Regions from separate parts of the Anser cygnoides genome. Here region 2 is linked to region 1. A link is a contact called in public Hi-C data. All regions are on one chromosome and are shown on one strand. The core of a region is the stretch at or near the end of the contact, and the rest is flanking DNA. Distances in the headings are between cores, read along the strand shown. Region 1 has its middle 45 kb from the start of BPNT2. Region 2 holds the start of CYP7A1 (cytochrome P450 family 7 subfamily A member 1).

Region 1 (4,031 bases), core at 1,339-3,838:
TTTCACTTCCAATGCATTCCCAATATTGATAACTGATACTGCCGCAGCATGTGGGGCTTCGGTAAGCTGCTCTCCAGAGACAACATTCAGCCCCCATTTCTGAGATGCTCTAGTGAAGGAGCTAACCTTTGAGCAGCAACCTGCAAAAAAACCCTGGAACATATTTGCCTCTTTCACAAATTCATCCTGATTATCCTAGGCTTACAGGCCTATATAATCCTTGGATTTTCCTTACAGCACTTTCTGATGTTGCACAAACCAAGCCATAGCCCTACTGCAGCATGCCATACTGGGAATCCATTACAACACAGCTACTAAATACCTGCTAGAAGGAGTAGCAGATGTACCCAGTGGCTTGGGAAAAATAGGTATTGTGTTTAATTATGTGACATAGTTAAAAAGGAAGCAGCAACAAAAACATGTATGCAACTAATAAACGGCAGGAAATTTTAATTAGATTTAGGTACTTAATATTAAGCATTTCTTTCACTAAGAAAAGACAATGTGATGGATTCAAATCCCTGCTAAAGCTGAACAGACTATCTAGGTCCTATGCTTCATAACACGTAGGTTCAGAGTTCAGATCACTGGGGCTGGAGTATCTGAAATCAGACTCAGATATCTCCAGAGTGTAGTAATTGACTCTGAAGAGACAGCAATTACCAGAAGCCCCTGCTAAATACAAGATGCGGGATGGACTTGTTTTGCCATTGCAGGCTTCAGGTAATATTAAATATACCTACGTTGCATGATAATAATGGGATCCCCAAAATATGACTTATGCTTTATGCGCAGCCCTCAAACTCTTCCTGTGCAGCTGGCAAAATTATGCTGCAAAAGAAAACAAGTGTGTGTTTACATCATTACTTGAAGAACCACAGTCCAACATCTCAAATGCAAAGTGCAAAGCTCTGCTTGCACAGGCAGATTTACCTTTGACACTGCATATTACCAAGTACTTTAACTTGCAACCTTACCACTCTTTTAATGGAAGCTTTAAGGGTATCTTATTAAACATGAAAAAGTATTGCCATCTGGGGACAGATAGCTCAACAAATGATAATGAAAGTAAGTAAATAAGGAGAGATGTTAGTAAGCATAATACTCTTCAGCACATTGCCCTTCTGCTGTTTGGGCTTTAGGGGGTCATTACATATGTTGTGATTGCAGCCATGTACTTAATTGTAAGATTTTACTAGTAATTGACAACAGGATTATCTTCCACAATAAAAAAGTTCATCTGATGCATGGTTAAGATTTATGGAGACTATAAAGCTTAAAACAGAACAGAAGTCATCTTGAACGGATGGAAAATTCCCAGGATAACAGAACAAGACATGGTTACACTGGAATTTTAACTAGCTCTCAATGTATTTTTAAAACATACACAAAAGTGAATACTATATATTCAATGGCAATAATTTGTTTCTGGAGATATTTAACAATAACTAATTGGACAGGAGCATTGCAGTGTATAGAAAATTAATTATCTTTAAGCATTGATTTGCATCCAAATTATGCTAATGTTCTTTATAGGTTCGGTAATTCTCTATTGTAACTCTATTTCAATTTGAGTGATTTCAGAGGATCTGCACTTATTTAGATGGGTGAAAAATACAATGAATGGTGCTTTTTTTTTTTTTTTTTTTTTTTTATGCACATTGACATTCAGCCATGGATGAACAGCTGTCTACTAGCTCACAACACTGTTTAATGTGGATTCAGATAATACTTATCTGATTGAATCCTGGAGGGAAATGAGATAGTCCTGAATCATGAACTGAGAGGTTTGGGCATGCATCAAACTGCCTGGGTCCAATTAATGGCACTATTATTGATTCACGTATCAGAGTTCATAAGGAAATTATTTACCTTTTGATTTTTTTTTCCCATTAAATCTGTCCAAGAATGGATGTTTCTTGTGTACAGACCTGTTGCTGTGACACTTTGACTCCTAATTATTAACAGTCGCATCACCAAACACTTCACAGCAGCAGTGAAATCTCCCCCATGCAGTTTCTTTGCTTATTACGGTCCCGATCTTCATCCCAAATGTGGCAGAAATCTCACAAAAGGGCAGGTACAAATAAATAAATAAATAAATAACAGTGACTCAGAAGCTTGTGATTAATCTTCAAACATTTTATCTAGGACAGAGCAGCTAACTCAAGTCAATTATTAATTACTAACATCTGTTTCTGCAGTAGGTGGACCTGCTGGAGCTCTCCAAAGCTTGGATCCAGAAGGCGATTTTCCCATGTTCATGGGTGTTTGGCTGTGGTGTTTTGGTTGGGTTTTTGCCATCTCACATTTCTCTTACAGATCGCTGCTGCATTTAAAAATAAAAAGCTCCATCTGCTGTACAGGAAACTGAACTGTAGCTAACACCAGTGTATTGCTCCTAGCCTTGCTCAGGGAGGAGACTGCCATTCAAAAACTACTGTCAAAAACCTATAAAGATCCAGACAAGCTGCTTACTTCTCTCTGAATCCCTACCACTAAAATGTAAATACAACAGAAAAACAAACAAACAAACAAACCAAACCAAACCAAAACAACAACAAACAAACCAAAAGAGTTGGTCTTGGGTCCTGCTGTGGGCTCCGTGTAGGTGGAGTTGTTTCCACACACTGGGACCCCTTATCCCCCTGGGGGTGGGTGGCCAGGCAGGTCCATGGAGTGACTCCCACTGACTTCAGGAAGCTCTGGATCAGAGCTTTCCCAACGACCCTGGTTTTCTTGATGAGCACTGGCCTCAGCATAGAATACAGATCCCACCCTGTGATAGTATGCATACTTCGGTGACTCACTTGCAGCAACTGCTCATTAATTTGTCTAAATATTTCCTGTTTTATGCACTCCCAGCCTCTCCGACTCCTCTCGCTTGCATAAATCTACCTGAACCCATTCCTGCTGAGGTGGGCATACCTCTGCGGTGAGCTGGGGATGCTGGTAGTGAAGAGTGAGGTGACTATCACCAGGCCATGAGCAGGACAGCTTCTGTAACTTCTGCCACTACCTTGGTAGTATCTGGCACAGTGGTATCTGGCACAGTGACCAGAAGAAAAAGAAAAAGAAAAGGAAAAGGAAAAGGAAAAGGAAAAGGAAAAGGAAAAGGAGAAGGAGAAGGAGAAGGAGAAGGAGAAGGAGAAGGAGAAGGAGAAGGAGAAGGAGAAGGAGAAGGAGAAGGAGAAGGAGAAGGAGAAGGAAAAGGAAAAGGAAAAGGAAAAGGAAAAGGAAAAGGAAAAGGAAAAGGAAAAGGAAAAGGAAAAGGAAAAGGAAAAGGAAAAGGAAAAGGAAAAGGAGAAGGAGAAGGAGAAGGAGAAGGAGAAGGAAAAAAGAGGAAACAAGAAAAAAAAGTTATTATTTTAATGCAGAACTACAGAAAGACTGCACAGGAATAACTCCAGATGAAACTAAAGAAACCAGTAACTCTAGCAGAGATGAACCAGGAAAAAGACCTTACACAAATATCTGATGAAGAGGGAATCTGAAGCTCACAGCTTATTATTTTGCTGTGGGGATTTGGGAAACCTACCTAATGTGTCTGACATTTGGAACATGCAAAACACAAAGGATTTCAGATAAAACAGCAAAATACAATCAGTGAACTTTATCCATTTGCCAAAATGTCAAAGTTGCTTTTTAATGAATTCCTCAACACTGCGGCACTTGTCTGGACCTTCCAGTGGCTTAATATTTATGCCTGATGTTTTTTCTTCTGGTGCGTATCAGGGAAGAGATGAAGAAAACTTTACTTGTGTCAGTGGGCTCACAGGGTTTTGAATGTTTTGATGCCAAGTCAAAAAGCATTAATTGTCACTGCATGAGTTATATCATTGAGTTCAGAGAGTCTGTTCTCATATCTAATATGTCTGAATTCTCTGATTTAATGTCAGAGCACGCACCCCCCCCTTGCAGCCCTTAATCTTGTCTATCTTGTGACAGGGGTCACAATGCAACACTCTCAGAGCCATCCTGGTAACCCAGAGGGATGCTGTGCACTCACTACTTTGAAAAGTATAGCTAAA
Region 2 (3,919 bases), core at 33-2,532, 420 kb before region 1:
ATCACAGAACAGCTGAGGCTGGAAGGGACCTCTGGAGGCCATCTGCTCAAGCGGGGACACCCAGAGCAGGCTGCCCAGGACCATGCCCAGGCAGCTTCTGAAGATCTCCAAGGAGAAGACTCCACAACCTCTCTGGGCAACCTGTGCTTAGTCACAGCACAGCACAGAAGTGGTGCCTGATGTTCAGAGGGAGCCTCCTGCGTGCCAGTTTGTGCCCATGGCCTCTTGTCCTGGCACTGGGCACCACTGAACAGAGCCTGGCTCCGTCCTCTTTGCACCCTCCCTTCAGGTGTTTACAGATATTGGTGAGATCCCCCCTGAGCCTCCTTCAATCTGAGCAGTCCTGGCTCTCTCAGCCTCTCCTCATAGGAGAGGTGATGGAATATCTTGATCTACGGCAGAACTCAATGTGAATGATCAGAGAAAATGAGTATATAGGGATATATTTAGGAAGAAAGGAGTCAATCAGAAAGAAAACAGAAAAAGAAAAAAAAAGGGGGTGGGGTGGGGTGGAGGATTTGTCCTCTGGGTGCTGAAAATTCAATACATTTTTCAGAGCTTCTGGGAAATAGGACCAGAGACCATATTCCTAGGCTATAAAATTAGCTGAATTGGTGCTGTGCTGTACAGCATGAGTCAAAGATAGAAAACAGAAGTATTAAATGGAAAAGTAAAGGGTGAATTGGAGATCCAAGAAGGGCATTGAGGGGAAAAAAAATACAGTATGATCATACAAATCTGTTTTCTCTTGCTCTGCATTATAGAAAACCCATGTTTCCCTTTCTGCTAGAGAAACTTTGTTAGAGGGAGCAAGTCCATCCTTTTACCCACAGCCAAACCTCTCCCTGTCCCTCTTGCAGCAGCACACCAGAGCCAGGTCAGTCCACACAAAGGAGAAGAGAAGGGATGGACAGGCTGGCAGCCAAAGGACAACACGATCTGCAGCCACCATTTAGCCCAGTCTGAATCCACTGGACACCTGTCAGCAGCCATTTGATTTATTGCTAAACTTGAACTATAGACTGTAATTGGTAAATCTGCAGGATAGATCAAAACACACCTGAGAGACCTTCAAATTATCAACTATTACAGCTGTTTGATTACTTTGGAACCACTACTGATACCCGATATCAGCTCAAGGCCATGTCTGCAACTGTCTGCATCAATCCAGTGAAGTGGTCTGCAGAAAGATGTCAGAACAGAGACAAAGTGGGCTATGTCCAGAAAAGGTTAATCAATAGCTTGCAAGGTTGACTGAGTGCCATTAAATACAGTCGTGCACCTACTGTATATAAGATGTGACCTGTCGTCTGTATCATTCTCAGTCACCATTTCTGCCATACTGGTAGTTACCAGGTTGTCCACCTGGAAGATTTTGTGTACAGCCAGAAATGTTCATATCATCATGGATCTGGGGAATAGTAATAATACTCTGTTGCACTTTTTGGTTTCTTCTAGGGAGGAGGAGGAGGTAAGGAATCTGTTTGTAAATGTATCTCAGTATACCAAGTATTTACTTCTGACAAACATGCTGTGTATGTGCCTAAAATTAGTATAACCTTAAGTTTATCAGGTGGATAAATGCAGGTAGATAAATGCAGGATAACATGGGCAACAAGGTACTTTGGTCTTTTGAGAGGTTTATGTTACAACAGAACTTGTCCATACAGGCTTTTAATAACAGTGAGTTAATGCCTAGGCATGTGTTGATACTAATCTATGCACAAATGAGGAAATTAAAATATTAATATACATGTTCTGATTTCCTAAAGTACTGGGCTATAGCTTTACCTGCATTCTAATTGCAGCTAATACCTACTTCTATCTAATTATAGCTTAATACCAACTTACAAAAATTTTCATATTATCCATCTATCTTAACTAGTTATTCAGAAAAAGTTATTTGCTTTTCTGTTGTAATTTTATAGTTTTCATCAGTCCTTTTCTTGTTTTATTATAAAAAGTTTAATAAAAAGGTGAAAATATTTAAGTTCATATAATAATAACCACCAGCAACATAGTAGAAGAACCAAATTATTATCTGAAAGTTATTTTAGCAGCCACAGTGACTGTATGCAGGGGAGTAGTTTTCTGACTGTCGGAATAAAAAATATAATTTAAGCATATGCTTCATTTTAAGCATATGCTTAACATAAAGCATGTTCTTAATGACGCTTTGCTCGAAAGACTAAATCTTATGCTTACTGAAGATCATGGCCAAATTCCCACTGTGTTCAGCAGGACCTGGTCCAAATGGGATATGCCAATAATAACAACCTTTCTACACTCAAAAGGCTATTCTCTTTGGTGTTCAAATTGATTTGTGAATACCATTGCCAAAAATGTTTCAGACAATGTTAGTGGGAAAGATTATTTATTTATGGGGCAATTAAGTATCTGTGCATGTTAGCTAGTGGCAACAATGCTGCATGTAAGTAGATAAAAAATAAACTCATGATCTAGGGAAAAGAAATGTGACAAAGTCAAACTGTGTTTTGTTATGCTTATCATAATACAGACTGTTAAAGTTATTCTTTTTTGTATACGATAGAAATCACAATAGGATTACTCTTTAAAGGCAAAGAAATTACTTATCAACAGCAGCAGAAATCAACTATTGCAAAAAGCTTCGCATCATTGTTTTACTTACCTTTACTTACCTTTGCTTACTCTCCTGGAGGAGAGATCTTGATACGTACTTCTAAACACAGCTTTTGTTTGTGTTTTGCAGGCAAAAAGGAGAGCCACCACTTGAAAACGGGTTCCTTCCATACCTGGGCTGTGCCTTGCAGTTCGGTGCCAACCCCCTTGAATTCCTCAGAGAAAAGCAAAAGAAGCATGGCCACATTTTCACTTGCCGAGTAGCGGGGAAATACATTCATTTCCTCACTGACCCTTTTTCATATCATTCATTGATACGCCACGGAAAACACTTGGACTGGAAAAAGTTCCATTTTGCTACTTCTGCCAAGGTACCATGTTAAAAGTGGCTTCAATATCTAACACGTAAATTATCTGCTGGCAGGACAGACTGTATCCCTGTAGCATAACCGTGCCTTTGAAATATAATTGACTTCACATTTCTGCACTTTCATTGGTTTAAAACATTGGGGTCTTTTTTTCCCCCTTTCCTTAACAGAAAGGAAATATACAGTAATTTGGATTGTAAAAGAAGGACATTTAGTCAGGTAGTATTCCTAATTGATGAAGTAGAAACACAGTTAGCACCTTTTTACAAAATGATATATAGCTTGCTGAAGCTGAAAACTTCTTCAGGAGGTTCTCATCACTATGGAAGATTAACTCCCAATGCCTTAAAAAATGATGCAGCACAGCAGAAGCTCAATCAAACTCTTACTGAAGTAAGCAAAAAGGGTCCTTTTGATGTCAGTGGGAGTTGAATGAAGCTCTAGGTAGACACATCTATTGTAAGCATGCTTGGTTTTATTTTCATTTGCATTCTTAACTGCTATGAGAAAGTATCAGTTCTAGTATTCACAGTCCTTATACTTTCCTTTAGTAAGGTATGCAGTTATACTTTGGCTTTAATTTCTGTTAGACTTTATCATCAAGGTTATGACAGGTCTTATTTATCATGCATGCAATTTATTTTGTGACAGGCTTTTGGGCATGGTAGCATTGACCCAGCAGAGGGAAACACCACTGAAAATTTTCATCAGACTTTCATTAGAACCCTTCAAGGTAACGCCCTAGATGACCTCATCAAAGCAATGATGGAAAATCTACAAGACGTCATGCTGCAGTCAAGAACATCTAAACTTCAGTTTAATGCCTGGATAACAGAAGGACTTTACACATTCTGTTGCCAGGTGATGTTTGAGTCAGGCTTTTTAACACTTTTTGGTAAAGAATTTAATTCAAATCATGACAAAAATCTATCAAAGCAGGAAACCGAGAG

The links. Hi-C and Micro-C count contacts between places; a contact is called where the count stands out from the background.
Region 2: a Hi-C map of liver shows a contact between it and region 1, with 2.1 times the contacts expected there. The contact joins the promoter of CYP7A1 here to the enhancer-like site in region 1. A contact is called at or near these places in 3 of 7 Hi-C or Micro-C datasets (granulosa cells and liver).

Annotation. Positions count from the first base shown.
Region 1 is chr2:123,458,063-123,462,093 of Taihu_goose_T2T_genome, reverse strand. No RefSeq gene overlaps it. Among named protein-coding and RNA genes, the nearest start is that of BPNT2, 45 kb to the right of the region's middle. Within about 2 kb of position 2,588, at least 1 of the 3 cell types and tissues checked has open chromatin away from gene starts, as enhancers often do. A contact at or near this core is called in liver, where this site is marked.
Region 2 is chr2:123,877,417-123,881,335 of Taihu_goose_T2T_genome, reverse strand. CYP7A1 (cytochrome P450 family 7 subfamily A member 1) reads left to right here and starts at 1,282. Exons shown (of 6, transcript XM_013185866.3): 1 at 1,282-1,471; 2 at 2,732-2,972; 3 at 3,621-3,919. The coding sequence starts at 1,392.